Regions from separate parts of the Mus musculus genome. Here regions 1, 2, 4, 5, 6 and 7 are each linked to region 3. The links are chromatin contacts, called in public HiChIP or PLAC-seq, capture Hi-C and promoter capture Hi-C maps. All regions are on one chromosome and are shown on one strand. The core of a region is the stretch at or near the end of the contact, and the rest is flanking DNA. Distances in the headings are between cores, read along the strand shown.

Region 1 (3,432 bases), core at 781-3,280, 690 kb after region 3:
AGGGAATAGGGAAGAGAGGGGGAAGGGAATAGCCCAAGAGGGCAAGAGAGAAGCAAGAGCAGCTTTTTTCTTTTAAAATCACACGGTGGACATTGTCACTGGCTCAAAGTTTATTGCTGGTGCCATCAGCATAGGGGTGTTGGGGTTCCTTTAGGTTTCTGATTGTATTCTTGTCATAGCAGGTTGGTACATCCTCTTCCTATCAATGTCAGAACAGCTTTTGTGGCTATGGGTCTTTGTACTTTCATTAGAATAAAACCTTCAGTGAGTTCGTCACTCTTCTATAAGTGATGAACAATTTCCCAATGCACTTGCATTGCTATTTCATGTCTGCTGCTTGAAAAGCCCATAACCATACTTTACATCCAAGAGTTTTCCCTTTTCTGGACATTACTAGCAGCTCCAATAAAGCATATTTAGATCGCCTACCTTTGTCCTCAGCTATTTCCTCTGTCGCTCTTACCTAGTATCAGTTCTTACATATTTTTATAACATGTCAGGAACCCTGCCCACTTAATTAACATCTGTACCTAATATAAAGCTGACACATGTTCCTTAAATTTTGAGTGGATGAGGGAATGGCTGTGAGACTGTTGGAGCACGCTGAGTACTGAAGAGGTACTGAGTACTGAAGAGGTACTGAGCCCAGAGAAGGTGGTTATTGGCCTTTGCTGCTGAGTTAAAAACAATGTGGGTAAACAGCTGGAGCTAGGTCTTCTAGATGCTTATCTGCTGCCAATGGGATATAGATAGATTTAAGTAGTTCAACCTGAAATTGTTTGGGAGGCTCAAACAGGAAGGGTTAGAATTATGCTATTACTTACTGAAATTCTTCTTCAGCCCTCAGAGTGTGAAAGGCCGAAATGACACCTTTTACCTGACACCTGAGCCAGTTGTAGCTCCCAACAGCCCAATCTGGTACTCAGTCCAGCCTATCAGCAGAGAACAGATGGGACAGATGCTGACCCGGATCCTGGTTATACGAGAAATCCAAGAAGCCATTGCCGTGGCCAATGCAACCACCATGCACTGAGGTGCCTCAGCTATAGGAAAAAAGATCCAGGAAAAACCAGACAGACTTTCACACTAAAGGAGAGGCCTCCACATTTTTTTTTAATTTGTAGTTATGATGCTTTTCAGGCTACTTCTGTTCAAAATGTAAAAGACGATATTGCCCTCTTTGCATCTTCATAAAATGGGCAGACCCCTGGTTCATAGGGATCTGGGTTTTCTGAGAACCTGGTGTCCTAGGAAGTGGTTGGCTTTTTCTTTTCTCTTTTTTTCTTTTGTCTGGGGCGTGGGGAAAGGAACTTGGACTGTATGGAGAGATACAGACCCTTCCCTTCCTCAGGGAAGATGGAGCTGCTGATGCATCAGCCTGTCACTCGGAATCGGCAAACTTTACTGACCACTCAGAGCCACATTTGTTTTTTGTTTTTTGTTTTTTTTTTTTGTAATGCTCAGACATAAACTTAACATCTTGATGGAAGAAGAATAAGGGGAACTTCAATTATGATTTTTATCCAGACAATTTCTATTACACCCTTCTTTATGACAAGTGACATAAAAGTTAAAGTAAAAACTTTACCATGCGCTTTTTTTTTTTTTTGGCCTAACATTGAGGCCTTAAAAATGAGGCTCCTGTGCCTGATGGAATTCTTGTAACATACACTTGTGTATCATATAAAGATACCACTCTTTCTCTTATGTATTCTTATTCTAGTTGTTTATTAAGAATGACAAGCACGTCTTTTCAACAAGCTACTGGAGAACGTGTCTTTATTTGGGGGAGGAGCTCTGCGGGGGCGGGGGAGTGGAAACAAAACTTAATTGAATGGGCCTGGATCCTGCTGTGGTGGGATGCGGGGAGGGGTGGGACAGGAAACAGGCCTTTGGCCTTGGGCCTGTGAGCTCGATAAGCACGTGGTTACCCAGCTCTGCCAGCTCCGCCTCTATACGGGGCGTGGCCCTCAGTACGCACGCCCTACGCCTGGCGTCATCGACGCACGCAACGTGTGACGGAATAATCTAGTTTATATTGGCGCGGTCCGGACGGCAGAGGCCTCTGCGGCGCGGTCCTCGGAGCGGCGCGGTTCTCGGAGCCACGCGTCTGTCTTCCTCCGTGGTCATGGCGGACTACCTGATTAGCGGAGGCACCTCTTACGTGCCGGACGACGGGCTCACAGCGCAGCAGCTCTTCAACTGCGGGGACGGCCTCACCTACAAGTGCGGGTCTAGGGCACCCATCGGGGCGAGGCGAGGGGCCGCACGCTGGCGAGAAGGCCGGATGAGGGAGGGCTTCATTGAAACTGGTGGGAGCGGATGGGGAACAGAATCCGGGAATTCCTTATCGCCGAAGACTAACTTCGACATATGTGAAGCAGGGGCAGGGGTTTAGAGGGTGATTTCAATAGTATTTAATACTTGAGTCGTGAGACACAGTTCTCTGGATATGTGGAATATGTTAGCGTGCACTAATGACACCTCGGTGGCATCCACCCAGTGACATTTTGCCTGTGTCACACTTGCTGGTACAACTCCCTGCTCAAGAGTTTTATGGGATGATATATGGAGTTGAAGTTTCTTGGTGTCACAAGCCTGAGAGACCTGCTTATTTCCCTCCTACAGTGATTTTCTCATTCTTCCTGGGTATATCGACTTCACTGCAGATCAGGTGGTGAGTAATAAGGCACTGGATTTTTGGTTTGGGGGGTTCCTTTTTTTTTTTTTTTTTTTTCTGAGACAGGGTTTCTCTGTATAGCCCTGGCTGTCCTGGAACTCACTCTGTAGACCAGGCTGGCCTTGAACTCAGAAATCCGCCTGCCTCTGCCTCCCAAGTGCTGGGATTAAAGGCGTGCGCTACTTCTGCCTGGCTCTATTTTGTTTTTGAGACAGCCTGCCTACATTACTTTGGCTGTTCCAGAAGTGGTTTTGTTGACCCTAATTATTAGTGTCAACGCTCAGTCTTGTTTCTGAGTGGGTACTGTTATTACAGTAGGCATGTGCCCCTGTACCCACTCTAGGAACTGGATTGGTAAATATCTAGGAGGGGTAAGATGCTGCTGTTCGTTACTGTGAGCTTACTGCACCAGGCTAGGCTTTGTGGTGAACATGGCAGCTCACCCAGGGCTCCTGGGATGGACCCTGAGGAATAAGCTGTATTTTCCTTTGCTGGTCCTTTTTCTCCTCAGGACTTGACGTCTGCTCTAACTAAGAAGATTACACTAAAGACCCCATTGGTTTCCTCACCCATGGACACTGTCACAGAGGCTGGAATGGCCATCGCGATGGCGGTAAGGCTTGAGCGCCATGGGTGCCATCTTATAGCCAAAGATTGTGTTTCTGTTTTATCACTTACTTGTGTGTTCGTCTTGTAGCTTACAGGAGGTATTGGTTTCATCCACCACAACTGCACACCTGAATTCCAGGCCA
Region 2 (3,065 bases), core at 128-2,627, 950 kb after region 3:
TCTTTAGTGCCGCTGTACATAGTCCACCTACACGCACAAATGGTGTATCTGTCACGGAACTCTGACTTGAGTCTTAAGACTTAACGACCCCAAACACTACAGCTGATACCCATGGGTCAGATCACAGCAGCCTCGTCCAGTGCAACCCGAGTGAGCCAAACCTCCCCGAAGCAAAGAAACCCAGGAGCGAGAGAATGCGTTGATTGGTTGCTGGTGATGTCATAGCTACCATTTGGGGGCGGGCCAGAGGTCTTGGCCAGGAGTTCTTGGACTGTTTGAAGTAGTAACCACTCAGCCGGGGGAACCGCACCCAGGGCAATGTTCTGGGGTCCTAGGCCTGACTCCTGTCTCGGTGTCAGAATGAATGAGTCCCCTGCACCTTGCGTTGCAGCTCATCACCGATGCCAAGTTTGGAGGCTGATCAATATAGCGCGTCTTTTGGATTATTTCTGCTGGCTAGCGTGGAACCCGCGAGGCCCTCCTACCTCCCGCATACAATGGAGTCCTCCGAGAGGGGCGGGGTCTCCCATTGTGCCAATAGAAACAATGACACTCTAATTGGAATGCGCCGCCTTTCTCTAGGATTCTGTGACGTCTGTTGCGCCACATCTAGCTATTGGTTGGTTGAGATGCGCGCGTGCCAGGAGTTGGACGGAAAGCTAGACTGGACCAGGACTAGGGAGAACTGAGCTTCTGTCGGGTTCTTCAAGGGGTTAAAGGATGCAGTTGTCGCAGGCGAGGGGGCGGAGATCTGAGGAAGCTGGGTCCACAGTTGTACAACCCTGGGTTCCACGTGGCATCTCAGAACACTGGAAAGAACCATAGCCTAGAGAGACGTGGTGTCTCTCCCAAGTCTGGGAGACCGCTAGTGACTCTCGTGGCGGAGAAGAGTTGGCTTCTCTTCCTGTCTCAGAAGGGTCGTTTTCAGATCCTGTTCTGTAGGAGCAAACAAGGAGATTTTTGCGACATGTTTCTCATAAGTTAAACTTGTTAATAAACAGTTAACGCTATTGTTTGAACCAGGCCGGTGTCTGGCCATTATTTTCACAGTCCCAGGATTCTATATGGTAACCCTTCCCAGACCGATGACAGCACATTTTCAAACCAAAATGGGTGTTAGGGCTCGGAACTAGCGCTCTAAAGGGAGACGAGATTCTCGGTCTGAAGAAAGACTAGGAAGCCACGCTGGAATAGCGCACTAGGATGAGAGGGAGGGCGGTGGCAGAGTAGCGGAGAAACTCCCAGCTCCGTTCAGCACCGTGGGCAGCACTTCTGTTCTCAATAAAGATGGCGGTAACGGCTTCAGTCGCCAGAACTGCCATGCGCGACGGGCTGTACCACCAGGTTTGGGGCATCGGGGCGGAGGTGGAGCAAACCATCGGAGCGGCCGGGAGCCATGTTGGAGCGTCGGGAGGCGGCAGCGGCGTCGGGGATGCTGTGGTGGGGGCGGCAAAAGCCGGGGCCGTATGCCAAAGGGGCTCTGGCCGCGGAGTAGATGGTGCCCAGAGAGCAGTGGCGGCGCGGAGCGACGGGCAGAGGGGCGGAGGGCCGGGGCGGCGGCAGGGGCCCAGGAGGGGGCCAGAGCAGCGGGGCGGGCCCAAGGCCCGGACCCGGGCGGGGGGCGGCGGAGGCCGTGACGGGAGGCGGGGGTGATGGCGAGGCGGCCTCTATGGTGGGGTCTCCCGGGACCGTCGACCCCGGTACTACTGCTCCTTCTCCTCTCTTTGTTCCCTTTTAGCCGGGAGGAGCTGGGGGGCGGTGGGGACCAGGACTGGGACCCAGGGGTTGCTACTACTACTGGGCCAAGAGCGCAAATCGGCAGTGGAGCCGTAGCTCTTTGTCCCGAATCTCCCGGCGTCTGGGAAGATGGAGATCCTGGCCTGGGGGTCAGGGAGCCTGTCTTCATGAGGCTCCGAGTAGGTAGGCAAAACGCCCGGAATGGTCGAGGGGCCCCTGAGCAACCAAACGCGGAGGTGGTGGTCCAGGCATTGGGTAGTCGCGAGCAAGAGGCAGGTCAGGGTCCAGGGTATCTGTTATGTTGGCACCCAGAGATCTCCTCTTGTGGGCGGACAGGGCCTTTACGAAGAGGTAGCCTGCCACTCGATGCTCTGTCCCCAGGGGATTCTGATCTGAGGAACAGCTCTCCTCACCCTTCAGAACTTCTGGCTCAGCCTGATGGCTCCAGGCCAGTGGCCTTCCAGCGTAATGCTAGGAGAAGCATCCGCAAAAGAGTGGAAACCTCTCGCTGCTGCGGGAAGCTGTGGGAGCCAGGACACAAGGGTCAGGGTGAGAGATCCGCGACTTCCACAGTGGACAGGGGACCCTTTCGGCGGGACTGCCTCCCCGGCTCTTTAGGATCTGGCCTGGGGGAGGATTCAGCACCACGTGCTGTGAGGACAGCTCCTACGCCGGGTTCAGCACCTCGCGAGTCTCGGACAGCTCCCGGGCGCATGCGCTCCCGCGGTCTCTTCCGCCGCCGTTTCCTCTTTGAGCGCCCTGGGCCGCGCCCTCCCGGGTTTCCGACTGGTCCTGAAGCCAAGCAAATACTCTCAACTAACCAGGCTCGTCCTCGTCGTGCTGCAAACCGCCACCCGCAGTTTCCTCAATACAACTACCAGACACTGGTACCTGAAAATGAGGCAGCGGGCACATCAGTACTGCGCGTGGTGGCACAAGACCCGGACCCAGGCGAGGCCGGGCGCCTCATCTACTCGCTGGCGGCGCTCATGAACAGCCGCTCGCTGGAGCTTTTCAGTATTGATCCTCAGAGTGGCCTCATCCGCACGGCTGCCGCTCTGGATCGTGAGAGTATGGAACGCCACTACCTTCGAGTAACAGCACAGGACCACGGCTCACCGCGCCTCTCAGCTACCACCATGGTGGCGGTGACAGTAGCTGACCGCAACGATCACGCGCCAGTGTTTGAGCAAGCCCAGTATCGGGAAACACTTCGTGAGAATGTGGAAGAAGGTTACCCCATCCTGCAGTTGCGTGCCACCGACGGCGACGCGCCACCTAACGCCAACCTGCGCTACCGCTTCGTGGGATCGCCAGCTGTGCGCACC
Region 3 (3,492 bases), core at 838-3,337:
TCAAGCCGGGTGTGGTGACGCACACCTTTAATCCCAGCACTTGAGAGGCAGAGGCAAGTGGATCTCTGAGTTCGAGGCCAGCCTACAGAGTGACTTCCAGGACAGCCAGGGCTGCACAAAGAAACCCTGTCTCGAAAAAAACAAACAAACAAACAAAAACAAAAAACAACAACAAAAAAACCCTTTTCAATAGTTTTATTATCTACTTAACTCTGATTCTGAACCAAGTCATTAACATCATTTTATACATCTATGCATGGTGGCAAATTTCTGTTTCAAGAGTACATTTTGAGCGGAGTATATAGTATAGTAGCAAAGGATTTTAGCCTAGAGTATATATATTTAATAACCTTCCCCTAGCTAGGAATAACAGCTGCCAATTGTAGTGCCTAGAAAGTTCAAGTGGAAAGATTAGGAGTTTTTTTTAAGGCAAGTTTAATTCAAATCCAGCCTGGCTATGAAAGACCCTATGTTGTGGGGGGTGAGGGGGGTGGAAGGTGGAGACGACAATAATAATTCTCACACCAGAAATTCTTGTGAAGAGCCACAAAAACCTGCAGGTAAGAATAAACTCAAGCCTGATAAGAAAATTCTGTAAAGAAGGCTGGTCCTAGTGGTAGATAACTTGCGCCCTGGATTCAATGAGCAGCAAGGGTGTTCTGCTGGTTGAGAACTGAGTCCTACCTAACCTGCCTTATAGACCACATACACTATAGATAATCCTATAGATTTTATAAGCAGATAAGCATTTATATAAGTGTACTACTAGTTAAGGAGCTAAATAAAATTCAGACTCAAAGTTTTTAGGGTCTCAATGCAGCTTAGGGCGCTTCAAACCTGACATCCTCCTGCCTCATCCTCCTAAACTTCAGGATTAAACTCCACTAAGCCTGGCAGTAGATTCAACCACTATGTTTCCTCAAGTTAGTATTTTAGTGCTAAGTTACTTTCCACATTGTCATTAGCTGTTGACACTTTCCCCTTTGATTCTCACAAGCTTAGTAATGTTAACTGTGACATATTTAGTCAACAGGAAGTTGAAAACTAACAATCCTAAGGCACAATCCAGAGTTCAGAAAATGACCTGGGTGATCAAGCGGATAAAAAAGAAAAAAAAAAAAACCTACTCCTTAACTTATATCCAATTAGTCTGAAATTAATAAGAATGCCTAGGGTGGGGGTGAGGGGGAGGAGAAAATATACAAACTACCTCAAGTATATGTGCTCTACAAATAAGGCCTTTTGTTTTTAATTAAGAAACGCAACCCCACACTTGAATTCATTAGCTCAACGTCAATTATAAAGTTAAAAGAAAAGCACATTATTAACAACGCCAAAAGGAATCTAAAGCACGAATATGTGGGAACATCACTCTCCTCCTACATTCGCCCAACCGGTACAGAACCCACCAGTCACCCTCGCCCACCTCCCGGTTCTACGGGCCCGTGGGCCAGGTTCTGAACTCTCGCACCTTCCTGGTTGGGTGTCTGGGTGGGCGGCCAAGGTTACTTGCAGGGCACAAGAGTTCCGTATCTAGTGATGTCTCTCAGGACAAGATCACAAACACAAGGGGAAAGAGAAAGAAATCTCTCCTGCAGCACCACAGAGCTGAGCGCCAGAACCGCTGCCACGCGCGGGTCCCTCGCCCCACAGCTGGCCGCTCCGCGCTGGGACCGGTAATTCTACAGCCGCCTCGGGCCCCGCCCCGGGCCCGCGACCGTTCCGGGGCGTTCCTGCCGCGAGCGGCGCCTCCCGCGACACACGACTGTTTTCGCAAGCGAGCGAGGCCGCGGCCGCCCCGTGTCTTCGAAGCCACGGCTGCTAGGCCGCGCGGGCCCGCGATTTCCAGAGCCGCCAGGCCCGCTGACCCCGTCCCAGAAGCTCGGGCACGCCCTCTCTCCTAGCCTGGGCCCTTACCAAAGCAGCGTAGCCGCCGCGGCCCGCTTCTCCTCCTCCTCAGAGGCCGCCACGGACCCAGCGTCCCGGAGACCGGAACTTCCTCCCGGTGGGCTCCGGCTTCCACAAAGGCGTCGCGCCACCGCCTTCAGCGCTGGGCCCGCCGGGAGATGAAGTACGGCCGCAAATCCCGCGGCCTCCTCTCCCGCCGTGCCCTGCGCGCAGCGGCTTTGACGGCTGGTGGAGCTGCTGCCCAATGGAAAGGCACGCTGTTAGCCACTGCCCAATTAGAAGGCACGCTTCTCCGCAGGGCCTGCCGGGAGTTATGGTTTGGCTTCAGTGCTGTCACTGCTTCTCTGGTGTTTTCCTCGCAAGTGTGCAAGGGGTCCGGGTGGCTTAGACAGCCTAGTGACACACCCTGCCAGGTGCTGGGGGACGGTCCTGCCTTGCCCCTTGGGAAAGAGAGAGATTGTCAGTTCGGGTGCAGAAAATGGGAGGAGATCTTTCCGGTCTTATTCCGTTACGGCAAAGGGCTGCTGGCTTTTCGGCTACATAAATAAGACCCCTTCTACCTAAGTCCAGAGAATAAATGCAAAAGTACTGCTTGAGTTGAAGTATTAGGACCCAAAGACTCGTCCTTTTTTACCTTCCGACAGACTTCTGGTCAAACACTCCAGGCGGAAATCATCCGTGTAAAAAGGTTCAGTAGCTCAACCCATTAAAAAAAAATAATAAAACTTGTTTCTACAGGTCCCGCTAGCTCTAGGCAATAAATGTAGACACGCGTGACTCGCCACAAAAACTGCACATCGTAATTCTAACGGAAAGAAAGCAAAGTAACTGTTGATACGCAACCTCTTCCAGAATCTTCCAGCTAATGATCTACCTGACTCCCAAGTTCTCAGGTAGATTGTCTATATTGTGAGGGGTTTGCTTATCCCAGCCACCTGGTGCCTTGTGTGTATGCCCTGGCGATATATGATATTGTAGCCTAATTCGATTCTTCAAGGTCAAAGAAAGACACTTGGAGAAACAGTTCATCAGTTAAAAACACTGGTTGCTCTCCAGAGGTTCAATTCCCAAAAACTACGTGGCGGTTCACAATCCTCTGTTCCTTCAGTTCAAAGAGATCCAATGCTCTTTTCTAGCCTCTGAGGGGACTGTACATATGTGACAAATAAAATATCAATAAATGCTGCTGCCATAAATGCCCACTGGAAAAAGCTGGGCATGGAGACAGGAAGTGATGGTGCAATACTTTAATCCCTCCACTCCAGAGGCAGAAACAGATGTACCTTTGAGTTCAAGGCAAGCCTGTTCTACAGAGTGAGTTCTAGTACAGTCTGGGCTACAAAAAGGAACCCCTGTGTGATGGTTTGCATATGCTCAGCTCAGGGAGTGGCACTATTAGAAGTTGTGACCCTGTTGGAGTAGGTGTGTCACTGTGGGTGTAGGCAATAAGATTCTTATCCTAGCTGCCTGGAAGTCAGTATTCTGCTAGCAGCTTTCAGGTAAAGATGTAGAACTCTCAGCTCCTCCTAAGTCATGTCTTCCTGGATGCCATGTTCCTGCCTTGAGGATAATGAACTGAACCTC
Region 4 (3,349 bases), core at 694-3,193, 910 kb after region 3:
TCCATATGATCATAATTGCTGGGGGAGGAAGGAAGTAGAACAGGGTAGAAAATAAAGGTAGTCTCCAGTGCTGAGGACAGAGCGAGAAGTTAGAGTCTAAAATGTGAGGGTGTGAGAGCTCTGAGGTACAGCCTGTGGAAGGCTGATCTTTCAGGCATAGAGAACCACTGAGGCCAGCCCTGACTGGGCACCGTGTGTGCAGTGCACTTTGAGACTGAGCTGGAGGCCAGCAGAGGAGGCATAGATAGGCGGGAGTGGGCAAGCCTGAGAGTCTAGCTGCCTCTGGAGCCTCTCTGGGGAGTGGTTATTAATCCACAGGCTGATAGATGGAGAGTGGGCTGAAGGCAGCAAGGTCAACAGGGGGCTGGGCGGGAACTGTGACACTGATCTGGAGAGAGACTTGTAGGGGTTTAGGTACTCAAATCACGGTCATGTCAAAAAGTGGTGTGTTCCTGAGACAGCACAAGCTCCTGGCACAACAGATGAATGCAAAACAAACAATACGACAACAGCCATACGGAAACAGTCAAGGAACACACACAGCCAGAGGGCAGGCTGTCTATCAACAGCTGAACACTGAACCAGGAAGAGCCTGAACTGGGCAAACACTTTTGGGGTCGATTAACATGAAGTTGGCATTTAAACCTGAAACCTGGGCCTCTCGGTTCATGCCTGTAATCCCAGTAAGAGGAAGGTTGATGCTGAAGAATTGCCTTAATTTTGAGGCCAGCCTGGGCTACAGAGAGGGATCTGGACTCAATTAGTTAATATTTTAAAAACAAAACCACGACCCGGGGTAAGTGGGTATAGACAGAGAGGAAAAAATGTGAAAAAGAAAAACTAGACAGAACTGAACACAGAGCCATGAAGGCCTCAAGGGAAGGCGATTCCAAGAGGAACCTGTTGGTAATAGGAGTTTCTCTTGTCCACCTTTAGAAAGCAGGGATTAAAAAAATCTGTTTACTGCACTCACTGCAGAGTGTAGGTGCTTAATAAATACTTCAGTTTTAAAAACCTATGAGCTACATCTTTGCTAATGCCCAGGATGCAGGGTTACAACTCTGGCATCCTTTACAGAAAGGCCAATAGCCAAGAAGGAGGTCATCCCATGCCCATGGTTCCCATCGTGCTCCTTGCCTTTCCTGGCTGCGCTGACACTCGTTCACTCATGCAGGAGACCTTCTGAATGACACAGGCTCCAGACAAAGGAGTCTTGGATGAGCTCTATGCTCCAGACCTATCAATTTACCGAGGACCCTATACATCCCTCTGATCAGACTTCTATTGGCTTTTATCTTGTCTGTCTGTCCACTCATCTGTTCACCTGTCTAAACATTTTTTAAAAATTATTATAGTGTGTGTGGTGTGAGTGTGTGTTTGTGAGTGAGAGAGAGACAGAGACAAAGAGCCAGAGAGAAACAGAGCAACGGCTTGACCTGTTGAGCCGTCTTACTGGCCTCCTATAGAGCCATGTATTTGTCTATCGTCTGTAGTCATTCTCTCTGTTCCCTGCTGCTATCCCTTTATCCATCTTAGCGACATGTAGTTCTGTCCATCCATCTGCTAGGTTGACCAGCTTTGCAGTTTATCACAGAATGAATACTGGCCTTGACATTCCTGTATCCTAGGAAACTCCCCAGTGCGGGGCAAACCAGGACTGTCTGTCCATCCACCCTTACCCTAGGCATCCTGCAATCGATCCATTTGGCACACAGCCCATCAGTTACTTCAACTCCAGAACAGACTGGCCACCCTCCTCACTCAGGACAACGCCCCGCCTCTTCCCGCCCCTTGCCCATTCAGGAAGCCGCCCCAAGCGAATCCCGGCGCCCTAGCAACAGTCTTCCAGGCCGCCCAGTCCGCTTGCGCGGCTTCGGGTGCGAGCCAATAGCGAGGGGCCCTGGGAGCGAGGTTGGGGGGCGGGGCTGAGCGCGGCCGCAGCCATTTTGGTGGAAGAGAAACAATAGGACGGAAGCGTCGCGGGACTGGGCTGTGGCCGCAGGTAACGCCCGCCCCGCCCGGCCCGTGGCCCTGTCACCCCGGGGCTCAGGGGAAGAGGTTTTCGGTGCTGGTAGCGGCCGGGCTCCGGGATCCCTGGGAGGCTTGGGTTTGTGAAGGGGGTCCTATGGCTGTCATTGAGAAGCGGTCTCCCCCTTTTTTTGTGTAGTCATCCCTTCCCTATTTACGGGGGGCCATTGTACCTTGCAGTTACTGGGGAGAGTAGCGTTGCCCACCGAGACGGGGCAGAATCTTCCCCCCGGCATTGGAGGGTCTCCCGGAACCGGGGGAGGGGAGGGGGCGGGGGACGACGACAGTGTCTTTCTCCGGTTTTGAAGCGGTCTCCCTGGGTCTTCCGGTGGAGGACAGGATCTCTGGTCTCACAGAGGTCCCCCGGCCACGATCTCCCTGGTCTTTGAGGATGGGGTCTTTATCTTTGGATGGAAGGGTCAGCCCGGATCCTCAGGTACTGTTGTTACCTGGGCCTGCAGATGTGCAGCCATTTTGGGTGTTGAACGTCAGTTGTGCCAGTCAGCTCCTCTTTGATCCCGGAAAGGCGGGGGAGAGGGTGATCTGCGCATCCAACCTTATTGGTTTTTTTTTTTTCCCCTTCTTCTCCTTTAAGATCTTAAAATGGATCAGAAGGTGTCTTCTTTTTTCTTCTTCTTATGCTGATGCTCCTACCACGAGTGGGATTTTATTCATATTTGATAACAAGACTGCATCTATCTTCTGCATCCTTCCTAATGACTTGATTCGTTTTTAGGATTTTAATTTCTATCAAATATCAAGAAAGCTGTACTAGCGGGAAAATGGGGAAAAATGTAGGAACTGGTGAAATCTAGGGCTCTTCTTACACGCGAAAGGAAATAGAGCTAGTCATCGCATGTAAATAAACATTTTGTTAGCAGAAATGTACATAGAGCAAGAACAAAATAATTTCGAATATTTGTAAGAAAAAGTACTGAAGGGATCCAGAGGCAGTGGGAGGGGGATAAGAAGGGACCAGGGGGATGGATATGGTCAAAATACATTGTATACATGTTTGGAATTGTCAACTAATAAATATTTATGAAAATAAAAAGATCCAAAAGAAAGAAGCCCTGGCAGTTTTGAAACAGCAAATATGATGCAGACAAACATTTTGAAAAATTTAAAGGACCTTCCTTGTTGACAGCATTGTTGTTGATTTTCAGTATTTAAAATGTTTGCTGTATTTGCACTTTCCCTGGGATAACATTTTAAGAGATGGGAGATGCTTATTTACCAAGTTGTTGCCGTGGAGAGTGTAATTGTAGGGTTTTGTTTTAATTTTAGCAGCTATCCACAGATAGAAATACAAAATGAGTAC
Region 5 (3,494 bases), core at 940-3,439, 780 kb after region 3:
TGGGATTGATAATGCTGAAGTATCTTGCCTAGGATCATACAAAGTCAACTAGCAGAGGCAGCATCAGAATTCCATTCTAAGCAGATTCTAGCCATCACTCTCAGGAGGCCTGATTTAAAGCTACAGAAATCTCACTAACTAAAGAGCATACCCTTTCAAATTCTGATTTCTCCTTAGGATCTGTCGAGAACATGGCTCACAGCTTTTTCACCAACCAAATAACCAAGTAGATGGGAATCCAGGTTCTTTAAAAGAATTGACTGTTTCATATACTTCCTGGTGTTCTAGATTCAGATCTAAATAAAGCTTTTTTAAAATAAAAATTTTATAAACACACATATTTTTGATACAAGGTCTCACTATGATGATGTCTGTCCTCAAACTCACAAGAGCACAGCTTCCTAAATGGCCAGACTAAAGGTGAGTGACACCATTAGGCTCTGTTAAGAGATTCCTGAAGGAAGGCTGGCCTTGCTGAGCTTAGTGGCACATTCTGGGATCCCCAACTTAGGAGTGTCAGCAGGAGGATCAAAAGTGGGAGACACTGGCTGGGCGTGGTGGCGCACGCCTTTAATCCCAGCACTTGGGAGGCAGAGGCAGGTGAATTTCTGAGTTTGAGGCCAGCCTGGTCTACAGAGTGAGTTCCAGGACAGCCAGGGCTATACAGAGAAACCCTGTCTCAAAAAAAAAAAAAAAAAAAGTGGGAGACACTGTCTCAAAATAAAGCACGCAAGAAAACTGAATCCTGACTTTGTTCAAAGGGCCAATGTGTTATTTTCTTAATGTCAAAGTATTCAAGATGTTAAATATGACTATCTCAGAGAGAAATGGTACAAAATTAGTACTTTTTCCAAGAGTTAAAGTCATCTTCAAAAAAACCTGCCACTCATTTTGAGCTGGTTTCCAAGACATGGCCACATACAAAAGGATAAAGACCTTTTAGTTTGAAGTTGACAGGAACACAAAAAAATTGGCTAGTCGCACAGATGTTTAACTCCAGTTGTAACACTTGGCCCTCAGTAGTCATTTATTAACTACATTTCGAAGAAAACTTCTTGGCTGAAAAATATGAATCAGCAACTTGTTTAAAAACTCAGCAGCATCCCGGGCGTGGTAGTGCAAGCCTTCAATGCCAGCACTTGAGAGGCAGAAGCAGGTGAGTTCGAGTTCGGCCCAGTCTACACAGTGAGTTCCTTGACAGCCATGACTATGTAGACACTGTCTAAAAACAACCAACTCGACACCGCATCTGTCCTAATAATGGCAGGTAGCCGCCGATTACATGGAGTTATTGAAAGTTAGTTTACTTTTAAAAAGTCAAATGTAGTTTCTCAGATATACTAACTACATACATGTCAACACGAAAGCCGTGTGTGGCTTAATGGCTACCATACTGAACAGCAAAGGTCTAGAACGTGTTCGTCGCCGACAGAAAGTTCTACGAGACAGAGTAACAAACAGAAGAACTAAGGCGAGCTCGTCCGAGAACACCACCGCCTCTCTTGAGGCTAGACCAGTGGCGTCGGGCGTGACCGGTCGCACGTCTCTGCGAGGCGCCCCGGTCTTCGCGCGGACACGGAACCCACGCGCGGGGAGGCCCTTTCCCAGGACGGGCGTTAACAAACAGTGCGGCTGGCGCTGCCAAAGCTCCCAACCACCAGAGAAACGGGGAGCCTCCGAGGCGGTGCGTTCGCCTGGAGCGCCCAGAAGGGCAGGCCCGAGCGCACCCGAGCCTCGCGGGCCAGAGGCCCTGGCCTCCGACCTCTCGGGGAGCTAAAGAGCCAACGAGGAAGAGGAACCCAGGAGAGACGCCAGGCACCCGCCGGCGCGGGCTGTCGCCTCCGGGAGTGCCTATCAGTCGGCGGGGAACGTCGGGACCTGGGACGGCCCGGCCTCGCAAGCGGCGGCGAAGGCGGAGCCCGGACCGCGCCGGCGAAACGCGCGGGGATCCCCCCCCTCCCGGCGGCCAGTCAAGAGTAAACAAGGCCTCGACTCCCGCCGCGCACTTACCGGGAGCCGCGACCTCGCGGCCGCAGAGCCCAGGCCGGCCGGACCAGGTCAAGCCAGACCAAACCAGGCTGACGGAGGCGTAGCGGCAGCGGAGGCAGCCGGCGGACGCGGCTCAGGCCCGCGCAGCTTCCTCCGGCAGAGCCGTCCCCCGCAGCTCCGGAAGTGTTCTGCGCCGCGCGTCACTTCCGGTAGGGGTCGACCTGCGGTCGCCCTGGAGGCTCCCAGGCTTCTGACGACTGCGTAGTCGGTTGGAATCGCTTCCTCACCATCCTCTAGCGAGAGCCCCTGGGAGGAACTACTGAGCGTTCGCTTTTGAAGGAATGATGTAGGAATTTGTTTCCTGCGTTATAGCCTACCAGTGTCTTTATTCGATAGTTAGTTTTAGGTTTTCTTGCGTGTATTTTGTGTGTGTCGCACGGCTCGCGTGCAGAAGAGGTCAGAGGACAATTTTCCGGGAGCAGTTTTTCTCCTTCCACCATGTGGGTTTCGAGGATCAAACACTTGTCAGGCGTGGCAGTAAGCGCTTTTTACCCACTGAGCCATCAGACCCTTAGATGAGGTATTTTTAGCTTTTTTTTTTTTTTTTTCCCCTGACCAGACGTCTACCCACTTCACTGTTTATACTCTGACGAACAGCGTGAGAAGACATTCTGGCAACACTGGAGTAGGTTAAAAAGATCATAGTTTCCGGGCAACTATGGTTTGACATGAGCCATACTCGGAATTTCTACGTACGTTAGGAGGAAGTTCTGGCCCATGAGCAATCAGACTTTAGTTTCTCATGACACTATCCCCCTAGCCACCCACTTCTCCGACTTCCACTCACCTTCACGACGGGTATTTTTTGTTTGGTGTGGTTATATTTAGAAGCAACTCACTATATAGCCAAGGCTGGTTTGCCTTGCTAGATTACCAGACCCAGAGATTCATACATCGTAAGTGTTTCGCTGCACAACTTCTACCCACGATATAGACTGCATTAGGACTCCAGTCACCAAGTTCTGGTCACCAAGCCTTGTTGTGGACTGATAGGAGGCTCGCTCAAGTAGCAACTCCATCGAGATGTTAATTACTGGAGTGAAGCCAGAGGCACTGTGAGGTAAATCAATGTTCGTGCAAATCTGTAGATAACCTAGTTCTACCTTTTCTGGAGTGTATGTATTGGTATTCAAGACACCCGGAAAAGTGAGGCAGAAAGAAAAAAGACCGTGTAATAGCCTCTTTTATGTAATTCTTGGAAAAAATATAACTGAAGAGACTTGGGAGTTGGCTGGGCCATTAAGAGCTCTTGCTGTTCTCTCCAGAAACCTGAGGTCCTTGCCCACTATTGATAATGTCCAGGGGATCCGAAGCCCTCTTTGAACCTCTTCCGGCACACACATACTTGTAAACAGAAAATTAAAAAAAAAATTTTTTTTTCTTTTTTGAGAAAAGTTCTCACTATATATCCCTGGATAACCTGAAGCTCTGTACAGACCTAAAAC
Region 6 (3,289 bases), core at 659-3,158, 820 kb after region 3:
TAATTGAGGTCAGAGTCCTAACTCTTCATTTGCCTGTGCCCCATTTAAAACATGTAAGACATGATAATGTGGGAAGACTGGAACTTGGAGTTGTGAATTTACCTTTCCACAAGCTTGGCTGTAGGGTTGCTTGCAGAGAGGCAATTCCCTTGGTAATATGGTGCAGTGGTGGGGGGGGTCACATCTAGGTTTTTTGGATTGTAATGGCAAGATTTGAATCCTGGAAAACTTTTAAGAGTTGGCTAGACTGGGCCGTGGTGGTGCACATCTAATCCCAGCACTCAGGAGACAGATCTCTGAGTTCAAGGTCAACCTGCTCTAAAAAGTGAGTTCCAGAACAGCCAGGACTACACAGAGAAATCCTGTTTTGAAAAACCAAACCAACAACCTCTCCCCTCCTCCCATACCCCCCCAAAAAGAGCCAGTCTGCTCAAGAGAAGACCCATCTCCACTGTGTTGCTTTGCTTTTTTGTTTTTGATTTGAGATAGTTTCATGTAACCCAGGCTAGACTTGAATTATGTAGCAGCTTTGAAAGAAATGATACATATTATGAGACTGAAGTCAGGAGAGCAGTTTCTGCTTCTTTTGTTGCTGAAATGTATCATTTGTTCCTTCTTCATTCATTCATTCATTCATTCAGTCTTCACAAGTATGCTGTCAGTGCCTCCAGCCAGCATGCTGGATACTGCTTCGCCGCCACTCAACATACATTCAGGGACACATAGCTGTTTGTAGTCTCAGGTCTACCTAGCTTACAGCCTGGACTGGCCCCTACATTGAGTACCTCAGTAAGGTGTTCCCCTGTCACCATACACAGCTCAGTTCCCAGCAGCCTGAGGTTTTGGGTTTGTGCCAGGCCTTTATGGGCGGTGCTAGTGGAGATCTTAATTAATACTGGTTAATTACCAGGTGGTGCTTAACAATCCCAATACCCTTCAGGTTCCCAAGCTCACGAGTTGCTGGCTGGTTCCGGCAGGGAGAGGGAGAACAGTATTCTCGCTGGCTCTTTGGCCAGCACCTAGGCTGGATATTCCAGAAAGGTCTGTAACTTCTTTTGTTCAAGTTTGGTGACAGGAGGAAACAAGTTGAGGAACAGCAGGTGCCTCTCTAGTTCACCTCTGCCCTCTTCCCAAAGGCAAAAGACAACACGGTCTGTGGTCTGCTCAACTTCACCAAGTAGTGTGGCCCAGGGTTGAGTGGGGAGGAAGGAGGACTCTAAGTCTAGGCCTGAAGACCAAGATGGAAGTGTCCAAAAGGAGGAACAAGCCCCGAGGTCTGTCCAGCTCCTGGCATTATTCTGCTTTCTTACTGCCCACAATCGGCTGAGCGAGCTCTTTCAGGGTTATTTCTCTGCTTGAGGCTCACAAGTGACTATCTCACTGAAACTTTTACTTCCTACAAAGCCTTCCCCCTTTGACATCTCACGACGTCATATTAGACTCCTTAGGACCTCAGGCAGTCAGGCACGCATCGTTCTACCTGTCAGTCAAGGTGGTTCTTCTGACTTGACTAGGTCTTTGTTCCTGTTGTACAGGACTTTCCTCCAGATCGTTCTCTGGGCAAACCTGCTCAGTACTTTAGGCTTAGCATTAATGTCGTTCCCTAGAGTAAGCCCTCTGGCCCTCCACTAGAGCAGGGGTCAAGGTGAGGTGGTCCTGTGTCACTTCAGTGACCCTGGCACTCCTTTAAGAGGCTCGCAGCATGCTCCGAAAGCATGAGTGAAAGGTTTTTGTGACCAGGCGAGACGCACTAACCAGCCCGCCTCGCAGCCGGGCCACTCTTTCCTCATCTCCGGGGCCTCCCGCACCTTGACCATGGGCTGCTCCGAGAGCGGGAGGCTCAGCGGCGCACGCGCACTCTGGGCCAGCTCCTGGCCGGGGACGCGCACGCCCGCGGCCGCGTGCGTCACAACCCGGGCGCCTGCCGCGCCCGTCCAGCTTGCCTGCCCGGCGGTCCCCGCGGCGGCGGCGGCGCGGCGGCGGCAGCGGCGGCGGCTGCGGCCGGGTGACAACAGCAGCGGCGCCAGGCTGGCTTGCTAGCGGAAGGGTCGCGCGGCCCGCACAACAAACTCAGACCCGGCCAGAATAAGGCGCGACGCGAGGAAGGCCGAGACGGGCCGCGCGGGAGACCGCGGGCGCGGAGTGACAGGCCGGCGTGAGGGAGCGCGCAGGTTGCAGCCGCCGGCCGCCCGGACCCGCCGGGCCCCTCGGACGTCGCAGGCATGAGCCACATCCAGATCCCCGCGGGGCTCACGGAGCTGCTGCAGGGCTACACCGTGGAGGTGCTTCGGCAGCAGCCGCCCGACCTCGTCGACTTCGCGGTGGAGTACTTCACACGCCTGCGCGAGGCCCGCCGCCAGGAATCAGACACGTTCATCGTCTCCCCGACGACCTTTCACACGCAGGAGTCCAGCGCAGTCCCCGTCATCGAGGAGGACGGGGAGAGTGACTCGGACTCGGAAGATGCCGATCTGGAAGGTAGGCGGGCGGGGCAAGGCCGAGGTGCGATGTGGGCACCGAGTGAAGGGTTCAGGGAGGGACCCGAGGGCCGACCAGGGGTGCCCTGGGCTCGGCTCCCGGCCTTACCCTGGGCCGAGACCCGAGAGCTCTCCAGCCCAGCTGCTTGGGTTCCCCGGCGTGTGAGCATTCCAAATTGAGCTCCGCGGTTCTCTGAGCCCGAGCGTTCACGGAGAGTGATTTGTCAGATTCTGCCTTGAATGAAGCGTGCGCGTTCTTTGGTCCGCGTGGTGGCGCGGAGCTTGAGTCGGTCCCGCCAGAAGCTGCTCTGCCTCTTTGCCTTAGACCCCATAGCCTGCTTGCTTTCCGAAGACAAGAGCACCAGCACCCGGCAGCTCGCCCCGAATAAACCGGATGATCATTTCATTTGCAAAGAATTCCGTTTTGGAAGAGTTATTGCTGAAAACTGTTGGAGACGAGGCCGATCGCCTTGATTAAGCAGGAACTCAGTAGGTAGTTCAAGCTGACCTCGAACTTGGGGTCAACTATCTACCTCTGCCTCAATGAAAACCTTATAAGCATACACATAAGAGGAACGATGAGCTGAGCCCCTCCCTAAATGCTGTCACTCACATTCAGTAGCTGAACCTCCTCCCCCAATACTGCCTGCCGCTCACATTCAACAGTTATCAATATTTTCACTATTGTTTTACCTATATATATATTTCCTCTCTCCCTTTGCTCAAGTATGTAAAGGAAATTTCAGTTATGCCATTTTATTCGTGTCCAGTTAATTATGCGTTCCTCCTTCTCTTCCTCCTCCTCCTCCTCC
Region 7 (3,435 bases), core at 289-2,788, 720 kb after region 3:
CTCTGTAGATCAGGCTGGCCATGAACTCAGAGATCTACTCGCCTCTGCCTCCGAAGTGCTGGGATTAAAGGCAGGTGCCACCACTGCCCAGCTAGGGTTGCAGAAATTTAACCCAGGCAAGGTCTGTGGACATAGTGCCCTCCCCATGTTGACATTGATAGTCTTTGGAGGACTTGGGGGGGTCTCCACAACACCATGGTTAGGTGTTTGAAGCCTATCATCTACTAAGAACTCAGAAAACAGGAGCTGTGTGTGATGTGGCTAAAATGGGTCACCCTAATAGGCTCTGCCCATGAAGGGTGAAAGACAGGAGTCCTAAGAATCTTGAATACTGGAAGCAAGAAGTTGGGCCTTTGAATGGTGCCCCTCTGGGGGGGGGGGGGCCGCTGGCTTTGAGGGTTGTCAGTTCATTCCAATATGGACGGCCTGATTCTCATCAGACCACAGGATTAGCTTTGGGAATGTGATCTCCCCAGAGGCCCCCGGGTCAGCTGGCACCTGGTTATCAGTCTCTCACCCTGCCCTGATCTGGAAGGTGATAGATTCGTAGCACAGACTGCCCAAAGATAACTTCAATAAACAGTTGGAACATTTGTCTCAGGGTCGTGCTGCCCAGCCTATGATGGAAGGGTCCGCTGAGGGAAGTGTGGAAAACGAACCTCTCTGTCCGGTTACGGAAAAGGAAGCTCTATTTTAGTAAACTGGATTCAGAGAGCGCATCTACGAAGCAGCCATGTTCAAAATAGTAAACACACGGTCAAAAGAAGCCTTGGGGTGGACACTGCAGCCTCCCCGGCCCTTCCCAGAAGTGTCCTGCAGACTTACCAAAAAGCAGCGGCTTGAGGCTGAGGGTTCGGATGAAGTGATCCCTGCCCGCGACCACCTGGACTTTCCGCTCATATCCCACCTAAAGGAAAAATACACAGCAGGCAGCTGGTGTGCCAGGCCGCACTGCTCAAGAAAAAGTCCCGTGTCAGGGAGCGACAGTAGCAAAGTAAGTAGGCGCGCGCGTGACCCGCACACAGTGATGCGTGGGGCACCGTGGTGGCCCAGAGCTGAGCCACGGTTCCTTCTGGCTCGGCTTGGCAGTGCTTGAAGCTCCGCTCGGGGCGGGAGAGGAGGGGATGTTCTTACCTTGATGCCCTCCAGCCGGGTGAGGGGACCCAAGGTTGGCACTGGCTGGGGGCTCTGCTCGCGGCGCTGGGGTCCGGGGTCTGTGCTCTCGTCTCCGTTGCTGTAGTGCACGAAGAGCAGCAGGGCCAGCACGTTGCCCAAGTACAGGTGCACGAACACCATCAGCACCAAGAAGTAGGCACGGGAACAGATGCCCCGCGGCTTGCACAGTGGCCGCACCGGGGCGTCTTCACTATCGCCTGGTCTGGTCGCTGCCCCGGAAGGGCGATGCTCCGGTGGTAGCGGCCACTGAAGATTTGAGGCCTCCTCGACTGTCTCAGCCTCAGGCCGCTGCACGGTCGCCACCGCTGCCGCCATGGCGCCCAGGTCGCGCGCGCGCCCAGGGGAGGGGCCGCGGGGGTGCTCGCGTTGCGCAGTCGCTGGGACCCGGACGGCAGAGTCAGCGCGCCCGGCGGTCACTAGGAGACGGTGCTCCGGGATGCTGTGCCTACACGGAGCCGCACCCATCGGTCCATACTGAGATCCTGGGACCTCGCTCACACCCGGCTGGTCGTTTATGGAGCTGTATATACTCCAGTGCAGAAGGCCATCCACAAACATGGAGGCACATCAGCGGAGCACCGTTAGGACAGACACCATTGCAACTAGTAGTTTCTTGGTTCCCGGGAGAAGACGCCCCCCCCCCCCCCCCCCGGCCCCAGAAAGTGTAGTGGGCATTTTCTCACTCTTGGGAGAAGGGAGTCAGAGAGTGATAGAAATGGGACATACGACATAGTGGGATGCTGAGGCCAATGACTGCACACTGGATGATGAGATTATAGAGCAGTTCCCACGAGTTCGATTTATTTAACTAAAACATTTTATGTCTATGGGGTGGTTTGTTTATGGGTATGTGCACTCCATGCATGTCTGTATATGAGGACAGAAGGGGCGTTGGAGCTGGAGAGACTTACAGACGTTTTTAAGTCTCTATGTTGGTGCTGGGACTAGAACCGGTGTGTTCTCCAAGATGGATCTTAGCTAAAGAGCCTCTCTCCAGCTTCCGTTTTTGCTTTTATTAAAATTTTTTTCTTGTTGTTTTTTGTTTGTTTGTTTGTTTTGTTTTGTTTTGTTTTTTCGAGACAAGGTTTCCCTATGTAGCCCTGGCTGTCCTGGAACTCACTTTGTAGACCAGGCTGGCCTCAAACTCAGAAATCCCCCTGCCTCTTGCCTCCCGAGTGCTGGGATTAAAGGCATGCACCACTACACCCGGCTTATTATTAAATTGTTTTTAAACAATACACACAAACAAAAAACCAAACCAAACCAAAAAAAAAACCAAAAACAAAAAAACAAAAAAAACACCCCAAAACAAAAACCAACCCAGACAGGGTCTCATATAGTTCAGGCTTGCTCATCAAACTTGAAAGGAGCAGAGGATAAATTTATTCTCCTGCCTCCACCTCTCAGATGCTGAAGTTAGGGCTGGAGAGATGGCTCAGTGGTTAAGAGTACTGATTGCTCTTCCGAAGGTCCTGAGTTCAAATCCCAGCAACCACATGGTGGCTCACAACCATCAGTAATGAGATCTGATACCCTCTTCTGGAGTGTCTGAATATATATATTTTAAAATGCTGGAGTTACTAGGTATGCACCAAGATATTCAAGATATTCTTGAAGGTCCTTCGGCAGTCAGACTGGACCACTGAGGGAATCCTGCAAGTCAGACTTTGGTGAGAGGCTGCCCAGGGTGCCCAGGTTGGGCTCCACCCAGTGTCCCTCAAAATGAAGCAGGTGCTGTTTGTGACGCTTGCCTTAGCTCCTGGATGGGAAGAGGGAGGGTGGAAGGCTTTCCCCTAATCAGGACACCTCTGAAGAAAATAAAACTCAGATTATAAAGCAGCGGCCAAGGCATTTTTTTTTAAAACAGTAATTTTTCACAATGTATTATTAATTTTATATCTGATTCCCAGTAAATTCATGCTTGCTTTCTTTCTCTTCTTTCTTTCTTTTCTTCCTTTCTTTCTTCTGTAGCTGTCTTCAGACACTCCAGAAGAGGGAGTCTTGTTTCAGATGGTTGTGAGCCACCATGTGGTTGCTGGGATTTGAACTCCCGACCTTCAGAAGAGCAGTCAGGTGCTCTTACCCACTGAGCCATCTCACCAGCCCAAGGCATTTTCTTTTGAACGCTGCTCTTAGGCTGACCTATGTTCCCCCCTCTCCCAATGCAGTAAAGTGCTATATCGACAGCTCACTTCCAACATTCTACAATGGCAGGCTTCTTCAGGGTCACTAAATGCCAGAAGTTTATTAGCTAATCTA

What was found. Promoter capture Hi-C pulls out the DNA fragments that hold promoters and counts their contacts. HiChIP or PLAC-seq counts read pairs in DNA pulled down with a chosen protein or histone mark. Capture Hi-C pulls out chosen DNA fragments and counts their contacts.
Region 1: an H3K27ac HiChIP or PLAC-seq map of microglia shows a contact between it and region 3, with 7 times the contacts expected there. The contact joins the promoter of Impdh2 here to the promoter of Rbm6 in region 3. A contact is called at or near these places in 9 of 39 promoter capture datasets (the C10 cell line, cranial neural crest, erythroid cells and 5 more), 1 of 484 Hi-C or Micro-C datasets (CD4 T cells), 6 of 115 datasets of contacts at active chromatin or transcription factors (astrocytes, bone marrow-derived dendritic cells, effector CD8 T cells and 3 more) and 3 of 9 other capture datasets (adipose tissue, liver and macrophages).
Region 2: a capture Hi-C map of macrophages shows a contact between it and region 3, with 5 times the contacts expected there. The contact joins the promoter of Celsr3 here to the promoter of Rbm6 in region 3. A contact is called at or near these places in 2 of 39 promoter capture datasets (both in liver) and 3 of 9 other capture datasets (adipose tissue, liver and macrophages).
Region 4: a promoter capture Hi-C map of erythroid cells shows a contact between it and region 3, with 10 times the contacts expected there. The contact joins the promoter of Ip6k2 here to the promoter of Rbm6 in region 3. A contact is called at or near these places in 2 of 39 promoter capture datasets (erythroid cells and liver).
Region 5: a promoter capture Hi-C map of liver shows a contact between it and region 3, with 2.9 times the contacts expected there. The contact joins the promoter of Arih2 here to the promoter of Rbm6 in region 3. A contact is called at or near these places in 1 of 39 promoter capture datasets (pre-B cells), 2 of 115 datasets of contacts at active chromatin or transcription factors (bone marrow-derived macrophages and pancreatic cancer cells) and 2 of 9 other capture datasets (adipose tissue and liver).
Region 6: a promoter capture Hi-C map of liver shows a contact between it and region 3, with 2.3 times the contacts expected there. The contact joins the promoter of Prkar2a here to the promoter of Rbm6 in region 3. A contact is called at or near these places in 2 of 39 promoter capture datasets (both in liver), 1 of 115 datasets of contacts at active chromatin or transcription factors (microglia) and 1 of 9 other capture datasets (liver).
Region 7: a promoter capture Hi-C map of liver shows a contact between it and region 3, with 6 times the contacts expected there. The contact joins the promoter of P4htm here to the promoter of Rbm6 in region 3. A contact is called at or near these places in 2 of 39 promoter capture datasets (cranial neural crest and liver) and 1 of 9 other capture datasets (liver).

What each region holds. Positions count from the first base shown.
Region 1 is chr9:108,558,406-108,561,837 of GRCm38.p6, forward strand. It overlaps Impdh2 (inosine monophosphate dehydrogenase 2), which reads left to right and starts at 2,031. Exons shown (of 14, transcript NM_011830.5): 1 at 2,031-2,226; 2 at 2,629-2,677; 3 at 3,192-3,293; 4 at 3,378-3,432. The coding sequence starts at 2,129. Qrich1 (glutamine-rich 1) reads left to right here. Exons shown (of 10, transcript NM_175143.5): 10 at 841-1,762. The coding sequence ends at 1,033.
Region 2 is chr9:108,824,668-108,827,732 of GRCm38.p6, forward strand. Celsr3 (cadherin, EGF LAG seven-pass G-type receptor 3) reads left to right here and starts at 1,378. Exons shown (of 36, transcript NM_001359572.1): 1 at 1,378-3,065. The coding sequence starts at 1,653. It overlaps Gm35025 (a long non-coding RNA gene), which reads right to left and starts at 1,453. Exons shown (of 2, transcript XR_871161.3): 1 at 1-1,453.
Region 3 is chr9:107,870,732-107,874,223 of GRCm38.p6, forward strand. It overlaps Rbm6 (RNA binding motif protein 6), which reads right to left and starts at 2,088. Exons shown (of 21, transcript NM_011251.3): 1 at 1,918-2,088.
Region 4 is chr9:108,781,869-108,785,217 of GRCm38.p6, forward strand. Ip6k2 (inositol hexaphosphate kinase 2) reads left to right here and starts at 1,944. Exons shown (of 6, transcript NM_001379600.1): 1 at 1,944-2,002.
Region 5 is chr9:108,647,219-108,650,712 of GRCm38.p6, forward strand. Arih2 (ariadne RBR E3 ubiquitin protein ligase 2) reads right to left here and starts at 2,190. Exons shown (of 16, transcript NM_011790.5): 1 at 2,011-2,190.
Region 6 is chr9:108,690,235-108,693,523 of GRCm38.p6, forward strand. Prkar2a (protein kinase, cAMP dependent regulatory, type II alpha) reads left to right here and starts at 1,909. Exons shown (of 11, transcript NM_008924.3): 1 at 1,909-2,478. The coding sequence starts at 2,223.
Region 7 is chr9:108,596,074-108,599,508 of GRCm38.p6, forward strand. P4htm (prolyl 4-hydroxylase, transmembrane (endoplasmic reticulum)) reads right to left here and starts at 1,539. Exons shown (of 9, transcript NM_028944.4): 1 at 1,135-1,539; 2 at 826-907. The coding sequence starts at 1,491.